2 separate regions of the Pan troglodytes genome follow, and region 1 is linked to region 2. The links are chromatin contacts, called in public HiChIP or PLAC-seq maps. All regions are on one chromosome and are shown on one strand. The core of a region is the stretch at or near the end of the contact, and the rest is flanking DNA. Distances in the headings are between cores, read along the strand shown. Region 1 holds the start of RELT (RELT TNF receptor). Region 2 holds the start of ATG16L2 (autophagy related 16 like 2).

Region 1 (4,777 bases), core at 185-2,684, 560 kb before region 2:
GGGAGACTGAGGCCTGCGTGGGGGAGGGGGCGGGGGGGTCTGAGAACAAGATTGTGTCCGGGTCCGCTGAGAATACAGATTACACAGGGGCAGAACTTTGCCAGGTGTAGGGACTTCGATGCGTGAGTGTGTGGATGCAGGTGGGCGGGGGGAAGCTGAGACTACCACAGGGCCCCTACCCTGCTGCCATCTGGGCCACCCCACCAGATGTTGCCCAGCCTCGGCTTTCTCCCTCAGCCAGGGCCTATCCCTCAGGGTCCATCTCCTCACTAAGCTGAACTCCTGAGGGGTGCCCTCGTGGGGACAGTCCTGGAGACCCTTGTCTCCTGGCTCCCCAACTTCCTCATCGCCCCACATCTGCCGGAAGGTGTCCTAGGTCTGGTCCCTCCTCCTCCTGCCTCTTACTCATCATCGCCCTAGGCGCAGACACACACACACACACACACACACACACACACACACACTGACACCACTTGACCCCACACGCACACCATGGCGCCAGCGAGCTCGGCTCGTTCTCAGTCACTTGGGCTCCTCTCCCTCTATTTCACACTCACAGTAACGGGTGGCCCTGGCCCTGCGCCGGTCACACCCCAAGCCACGCACTTCGTGACCCCAGTGACCCCGGGTCTTTCCCTCACACAACACACGCACACACGCTGCCTGTCTCCCACACACAGAGCCCCTCTGTGTCGCCCGCTCGGCCCGGCGTCACCGCCCAGTGTCCCAGCCACACGTTCGCCCGGCCAGGCCGCCTCACGCGCCGTGTCACCCACAGTCACGGGCTGACACCGTCCAGACCCCCCCTTGGCCGCCCCGCGCCGCAGCCGCGCCGAGGCGCCGCCGTCCAGCCCGCACCACAACCTGGTCTCGGTCCAAGTTTCCCGGGCCGGGGACCGCTCCGGGCCCCGCCGGCCCCTCACACCGCAAGTTCCGCTGCTTCCCCGCGCGCCCCCCGACAGCCACCACGCAGGGCCGGCCCGGAGTCGCGGCCGGAGGACCTGCAGGTCACGGGGCTCGGAGACTGGCGGTGGCCGGTGCGCGGAAGGCGCCGGGACAGGACGCGAGGCGGGAGGAGTGGGGTGGGGGGGCGCGCGGCCGGGCTGCCGCATCCGCCGAGCCCGCGAACTTCCTCAGAGACGCGGGGAGGCAGGGGGCGCCACTAGGGTCCGTATCCCGCTGGCCCGGCCGCGGAGAGCGGACTCTGGATGGGCGCTCCGCGCGCCCTCCTTACCTGGCCGCGCCGCGACAGCTCCAACTCGGCTCCCCGTTCGACTCGGCGCCGCGGCCCGGCTTGGCGACCGCCCGGACAGCCGCGCAGCCTGCGCGCCTTTTGAATGAATCGCCGGCCGGGCCGGGAAGGTGCGCAGACCCGCCCCCGCGCGTCACGGCCGCTCCGCCCCCGACGTCAGAGCGCGGTCTGCGCCCCCCGCCCGACTCACCCCGAGCCGCGGAGGGGCTCGCCGCTCTGCCGCCGGGCGGCGCTGCTCTACGTCGCCCTCTCTCGCGCCCCTGGGAACTGCAGGGGGCTGCGCGGGACTGGGCGGCGGGGCCCAGAGGGCCTCTTGTATCCGCCTCTTCAGGGCTCTGAACCAAGAAAGGAGTTGTGCGAAGCAAGATAAAGAGACTGGAGACTGAGATACTCCTCTGGGTCCTCTCAGCATTGCCAGAGTAACTAGAGCCACCTCTGCCCCTTTCTGGGCCTCATCGTCCTCCTGCCAGTTGGTGGCCAGGAAGAATAACCTCACTTTGCCTTGTTGACGAGGCCCAGGCCCAACCCTGGAAACCCTCACCTAGTTGGCGAAAAGGCCTGGTGAAGGTGAGTCTATAAAGGAAGCGCACACGGTGGGCTTCGGCACATCCTTCAAGGCCTAGTGAAATCCTCCAGGAGGCGTCTCCTGCCTCCACTCCCCTACTCCCCGCACCACTTCTCTCTGCCAGGGTAGTTAGTTTCCCTCCAGCAGGACAGGTGACTCAGTGCCCCCCTCCCTACTACAGCCATCCCACCCTGCCAGTTTCCAATGCCAGTCATCACAAACTCCAGGCAGTATTCACACTGTATTCCGACTCCGAATCGTGTCCCCTGGAGTTGTGCTACAGGGTGTGCCAGGACTGGAGGGAGCAGCTCAGTGGCCCGTTCCCCCTCTCAGTACTATTCAGGGGATCTCAGGCGGTCCTCCTGGGACAGTAGGGCTGATGGGAGACTGAGACACCAGGGAGGACCTAGTGCTGGGCCAGAGGCCTGGCTGGGGTCAGGATAATCACAGCCCATGACAGAGATGGAGAAAGGAAGGTAAATAAGTCAGCTGGGGATAGATGGCTGGGGGTGGGGTTCTAAACAGTCATAGAATCTGAACCCAGGGGCTAGGAGACGGAAAAGGTCAGGTCCCCAGGGTCCAGGAGATTCCAGGAGGCGAACTGACACCGCATGGGGAGGGGAGCAGGGGATGAGTTTTCATTTCCCTGGGTCATGCCCAGGTTGTGGGGGAAGGGCATAAGGAGCTACAGGTCATTGATGTCAGGATCATGACATCAGCACCCTCATATGTCAATGGAGACCTCCAGGGCTGGGGCAGGGGTTCTTCCAGGGTCCCACATCCCAGCCTATGGAAGGCCAGAGCATCCAGAATGCCTCCACTCCTGGAAATGTTTTCTTTGTAAGGGGACCATCTACACCCCAGCTCTAGGTTCTAGAGTTCAAATGGTGGCAATTTCAGGTGTCGTCACTCAATAAACCAAATGGGGAAGGCCAGGTGTAGTGGTCACACCTGTAATCCTAGCACCTTGGGAGGCTGAGTTGGGAGGATCGCTTAGCCCAGGAGTTCGAGACCAGCCTGGGCAACATGATGAAGCCCAGTCTCTACAAAAATATGCGGGAGAATCACTTGAGCCCAGGAAGTTGAGACTGCAGTGAGCCGCGATCGTGCCACTGCTCTCCAGCCTGGGTGAGAGAGTGAGACCTTGTCTCAATCAATAAACTAAATGGGGAAATGCTTTTTGGTTAAGGAGCACTGGCTATTAATCAGACATCCCAGAGAGGGTCCAGGCCCCTCTCTACCACCAGCTCTCTGTGAGGTTTTCATCAAATCCACCCCCAACTCAGTTTCCTCATCTGAAAACTGGGGTGCCAGACATGTTGCCTGAAGTTCTCTGTGGGAGGCGGCTACCTGGCTGCCCTGGAAGCAGCTCCAGAGAGTAGGTCTCCCGGGGCCACAGCCCAAACACTTCTCGCCCCTGCAACCCCTAGGTTAGGAGGGAGCCTAATTATTATTTACTGCTGGGTGGATGCGCCAGCTCCTCCTGCAGCCAGCTCTGACCCTGAAACCACTGTGACGTGGGCCCCTCCCTGAGAGTCTACCAGCATCTGGGTTGCTCCACAGTGAGTAGACAGGGAAGGAGTTGTGGAAGCCACAGGAAAGATTTAGACTCGCTTTTTATGGAGCTTGGAGAACCACAGGCTTGAGAACAAAGGGCTCTCAGAATCACAGGCTTTATAAAATCCTGGCATCTCAACTGAACCCATGGAGTCAGCACTGGAATCCCTGAGCTCAGGGACCTCAGAGACCATCTTGTTGAACTTCACATGGTACAGCTGGGCAAGTGGGCCCAGAGAATGTGTGCACCTCATTGTAGGTACACAGCACAAGGTCCCAGTAAACTGGGATGAGCTATGATGGGGACCTGGAGGCAGGGGTACAGGTGCCATGCCCCAGCCAGGCCCTGCCTGGGGTGGGGATCCTGGGTCACAGGATCAGAGCCAGCACAGTGTGGCTGTATGCAGGGGTCTGAGTAGATGACTGCCTTGGAGTCATGGACCAAAGGTAGTGGGTGCCACTCTGCTTGCTGGCTGTGCTAGAATTCCAGAAGGAAGTACATACAGTACAAGCCTGGAGGAACGGCAGGCTCAGACTTAAATTTCAATGCTCCAGGCCAGGCGCGGTGGCTCACGCCTGTAATCCCAGCACTTTGAGAGGCCGAGGTGGGCGGATCACCTGAGGTCAGGAGTTCTAAACCAGCCTGGCCAACATGGTGAAACCCCATCTCTACTAAAAATACAAAGAAAAAAAAATTAGCCAGGTGCGGTGGTGGGCGCCTATAATCCTACCTATTTGGGAGGCTGAGGCAGGAGAACTGCTTGAACCCGGGAGGTGGAGGTTGCAGTGAGCCAAGATTGTGCCATTGCACTCCAGTCTGGGCTACAGAGCGAGACTGCGTCTCAAAAAAAAAAAAAAAAAAATTCAATGCTCCATCCTAGGCTAACCCCCAGCGGGCCAAGTCCTAACCCTAAGAAGGTGGGCTGCTGTCCTGTGTTTGTGTCTTAGCTCCAGGGGAGGGTGGGCTCAGTCTGAGGAGAAACTGAGGCTAGGAGGCCAGGATAGGGCTCAGCCTGGGGCCAGGCCAGAAGCTGAGCTGGGGCTGTCTGGGTCTGAGGACCAGGTTCAACCTGCATTTAGGTCCAGACCCTGGCCTGGGTCTGGAATCCCACTGGGGTGGAGGTGTCAAGTCTTTGGTGACTGCCTCACTGGCTCCCTCATGGGAGGCCCAGCGCTCTCAGTTCCATCCATCCCAGGTTCTATTACCCACCTGACTGGTGCTCAGGGAGGCAGGTGTGGGGTTTTCTTGTTCCCATGGTGAGTCTGAGAGAGGAACCCAGAGCCATGAACTGCAGACAATGGGGCTGGTGGGGACCCTGGGGACTGTCAGGGTGAGACTTGCAGTCCAGTTACCCTCTGGGCCCAGAACATGAGCAGGTCAAGAGCTAGGGAGTGTGAGCCAA
Region 2 (4,333 bases), core at 399-2,898:
GAGCAAAGACTCCATCTCAAATAAATAAATAAATAAATAAATAATCCCAACTTCCCCAGCCCTGGTGTAAGGTACCCCCAGGCCAGAATAGAAAGTCCTTGAGCAATTATCCAGCAGACATTCTGGAGGTTGGTGGTTTGACCCTGGAATACCCTCCCCCATCAACAGTCACTTCCTCTTTTCTCACCAGATCCAGGGGAGGGTGGGGTGGTAAGTCCGGGCCTAGCTCCCTTCTCATCAACTTCCTTCCCACACTCAGTGCCCTGTCACCTTGACTGAGGCCCTGGGCCTGGCCTAGTTCTCATGAAAACCCCACCTCAGCCCCCAGGGTACTGCAGCACCCAGCAAACCTAAAGAAGGTCTCTATACCCAATTAACAAGTAAGAAGACTGAGGCTTAGCGATGTGATCTGCCCAAGGTTTCAAGACTGGCCCTTCAGTCTGATTTCAGCCCTCCAGGTCTCTCTAGTCCCTCAGACTCACAGCTCTCTGGGTCGAGGCGGGGGGCAGGGGTTGGGGGGGCGGTGACCCCCTCCCTCAAACTGGACGGTTCCACTGTCTGTCTGAGCAGTGGAGAAGTGTGGCTGCTGGAGGTGGGGGCTGGCCTCGCAACCCTGAAGGTAGAGGACCAGCAGCCTGGAAGCTTGCAGAGAAATTTTCCTGGCTAAGAGCAGATTTGATTGTGGGGGTTTGGCCAAGATTAGCCCCAGTGAGAGAGCCGCAGGGATTGTGGTTAGACTTCCAACCACAGACATAAAATCGCAGGCGGCCAGAGGTGCGACACACAGGCACACCTGTTCATCCCCTCTTGAAATGCCACACCCTATCCTGACCAGCTGCCCAGAAACAATTCTGAGAGTCCGACTTCGCTGGGCTCAGCCAGCATCCGCCAGCAGCCCGGGGCCCCCTGATGCCCCCTCAGGCTGGGTAGGCTGACAGGGAGGTGTTCCATAAGCCTGTGCTAGCGTCGCCTGTCAGCGGCAGAGCCTGAGATGCACAGCCTCCTCCTTAGAGGTTCCGAGTGTCGCCCCTCTCCGGATGGGCCAATAAGTGGCTGCTCTGGACAAGTCCCGCGTTCTTTCACTGCGCTACCGAGACTAAGTGCACTGATCAAGCCCCTGCCCCGGGGACTGCCCGGGTAGGGAGGCAAAAGAGACCCTGCAAAACCAACACCCGAGGACGCACTTGCGTCTCGGAAGCCCAGCTTGTGGGAGGCAGAGCCCGTCCTGAGGGGCGACGAGGGCAGGGGGACCATGAGGGGCTCGTCCAGGTTCTAACCAGAGCCTGGATGGCAAGGGGCGGAGTCCTGGCAGTCGGGATGGGCGTAACGCACAGGCTCAAGGCATAAGGCACAGCGCACTCGGGTCACAGGCGGAGGAGCCAGCCAAACCCTCTCCCCGCGCCCGTAGCCGCGTCCCCTCAGCCGCCATCCTCTCAGCACCGGGGCGCACTCACAGGCCGGCACCAGCTCCAGGAAAAGCGCCTTTTGCGTACGGTCCCGAAGCCGCAGCTGCCGCACGATGTGGCGTTTCCAGCGCGCTGCGGGGGCACCGGGGACGCCCGGCCCCGCCATGGCCGCGCTCTCCCGCCTAGCGGCGCGTTCCTCCCGCCCAGGACGGCGCCAGGCCGGGGCGGGGCCTCGCGGGGACTCCGCGACGCCAGGGGGCGGGCGGCGGCGGGGAAATCCCCGGCTTGTCCCAAGAGGGCTTTGGCGGGGAGGACCGAAGGCCGACGCCGGGAGGAGCTGCCTCCGGGAGGAGCCGCCTCCGGGTCTGAACCGCCGGGGTCCCGTCCGAAATGTTCACCTAAGTGGGGGCTCCTGTGGCTGCGAGGGTCATAAGCAGGAGCGAGGTCGGAGCCTCCGGGGCGGCTTCCCCCACGCGGGTGGAGCGCTCCGGAGGCGGGGCCCTCAAGGCCCGGGTCTCTTAACCCCGCCGCGCCCGGGCCGAGTTCGAGAGCCGCTGATGCTTCCCAGGCCGTCGCGCTCCTGGCCGCGCGCCCAGCCAGGGACCCAGAGGCCCCGGGCTCTGCGCGTACACTGAGGGCGCGGCGCAGCAGAACAGCAAGATAAGGAAGCAGAGACTGAAGGGAGGAATCCCCGCTTTCCGGGGATGATGGCGTTCGAGTTGGGTCTGTGAGGGATGAAATAGGAGTTGGCCAGAGGGAGAGAGGGACTCTAGGCCTCGAGAAGAGCACGTGCAGAGGTTCCGTGACACGAAAACGCCAGGTGGGTGCGGGGTTGGGAGGACAGGAGGCAGAAGGGTTTACGGCTCCACATGGTCGCCGAAATTTTAGGTCCCTGAGAGTAAAGGGGTGCAGCTGATTTCATCTAGAAAGCCCCTGGCCGGGAGGAGAGAACGAGCTTGCTTGCCTGGGGTTGCAAAGGAGTGGGTAGCTGAGACGGCCAGCACCCCCAGCATCCTGACTCAGGGCCAGACGCTTCACCCCATTGGGCGGCGTCTGGAGGAGCAGACACATCTCTTGTGGGTACCCTCGAAAGTGAATCATGGGTCGCAGGGAACTGTGGTCAAACCGTCTCTAGCTAGATGCTAGAGAGCCAGCTCTGCAGGCTCAGGCTACTGTAAGACACGAAAGGAGGGACTCGCTGGGCACAGCCTCACCCTGGGGCATGCCAGCAGGCCCTGCCCTCTGAGTGTTGGCAGACTTGAACATCCCTAGGGAACGAGAGAAGTTGGGCAACGATGGGAGAGCAGTGCAGGCCCTGGAGGTGACGAGTCTGTTGAGATTCTGATGGGGATGGGTCAGAGGACGTAGAAAGCAGTGAAGGCCTAGACGCCCCCAGGTCAGTGTAGCCTGCTCTGCTTCCAGTGAGCTGGGCTCAGTCCCCCACATGTCATTGTCTTAGACGCCCATGGCCTTTGCACAGGCCGAGCCTGATGTTTGGAACATCGTCGCCTCTAGGGGGCCTGGCTCCTAATCATGCATCACCTCCTCCAGGAGAACTTTCCTGCCCCTACACTGAGTTCAAGCTTCTCAGACACCAGCCCCAGCTGAGTTCGAGTTATAACCGTCACCAGTTATCACACCATCCTGTAATCTGTGCGGTGCCCCTTAGGGCAGGACCTGGGTCCCAGATGTCTCTGTACCTCTAGCCCCAACCCAGGCCTGACCTGTCTCTTGAAGGAGTATTTGTGTTGAAGATGGGTGGTAACGTTCAGCAAAAGCCATGCCCAGGAGACAGGCACAGTACCCATGGAGACCCAGGGCCAGCTGATGACAGTGATGAATTCCCTTTAGAACTGGCGGACTCTTGGGTGCTTGGAGACACTATATAAATAAGGAACTCTGGCTATGTGCATGGGAGAGTATATTAACAGGGCTTGGCCTGGCTGTGAGGTGCAGAGATGCCGTTTCTCTCAGGTAAGGAGCCATATTGGGGCAGGGTTTCCTAATCCTTTTTTGACTCGCAAAATACACCTAGGAAATGTTAAATAAATTGTCATTTTTGAGTAGTATATGATAACGAAGTGATTGATTTTGACTAAAAATATTCATGTTCTATTTTTAGAATATGAAAGATTGTATTATAAAGATCACTTGAAATAAAATTTTAGATAATATATGGAGACAAATTTCTGCTTTTTACATTTAACTTGCTGTTTAATGTATCTCAAATTATTTATGTAAGAGATATATGATTTGACCAATAAATATAAAAAAAGTTATACCATAATCTGGGGACCTAATGTACTTCACTTTTTTTGTTCTGTTTTGTTTTTGAGACAGGGTCTCTCTCTGTTGCCCAGGCTGGAGTGCAGTGGCCCAATCATGGCTCACTGCAGCCTCATCCTCCTGGGATTAAATGATTCTTCCACCTCAGTCTCCCGAGTAGCCGAGACTACAGGCACATGCCACTATAGCTGGTTTTGTTGTTGTTGTTGTTGTTTTGTTTTGTTTTGTTTTTTGAGACAGAGTCTCTGTTACCCAGGCTGGAGTGCAGTGGCACAATCTCGGTTCATTGCAACCGCCTCCTCCCGGGTTCAAGCGATTCTCATGCATCCGCCTTCCGAATAGGTGGGATTACAGGCATGCGTCACCACACCCAGCTAATTTTTGTACTTTTAGTAGAGACAGGGTTTCACCATGTTGGCCAGGCTGATCTCCAGCTCCTGACCTCAAGTGATCCACCCGCCTCAAGCCTCCCAAAGTGCTGGGACTACAGGCGTGAGTCACCGTGCCCAGCCGCCCAGCTCATTTTAAATTTTTCTGTAAAGACAAGGTCTCACTATGTTGCCCAGGCTGGTCTCTAATTCCTGGGCTCAAGCAATCCTCCTGCCTTGGCATCCCAAGTGCTAGCATTACAGGCATGAGCT

The links. HiChIP or PLAC-seq counts read pairs in DNA pulled down with a chosen protein or histone mark.
Region 1: a contact with region 2 is called in an H3K4me3 HiChIP or PLAC-seq map of stem cell-derived excitatory neurons, with 4 times the contacts expected there. The contact joins the promoter of RELT here to the promoter of ATG16L2 in region 2.

Annotation. Positions count from the first base shown.
Region 1 is chr9:75,407,436-75,412,212 of NHGRI_mPanTro3-v2.0_pri, reverse strand. RELT (RELT TNF receptor) reads right to left here and starts at 1,434. Exons shown (of 10, transcript XM_054661512.2): 1 at 1,235-1,434.
Region 2 is chr9:74,848,369-74,852,701 of NHGRI_mPanTro3-v2.0_pri, reverse strand. It overlaps ATG16L2 (autophagy related 16 like 2), which reads right to left and starts at 1,648. Exons shown (of 17, transcript XM_063783182.1): 1 at 1,455-1,648. The coding sequence starts at 1,572.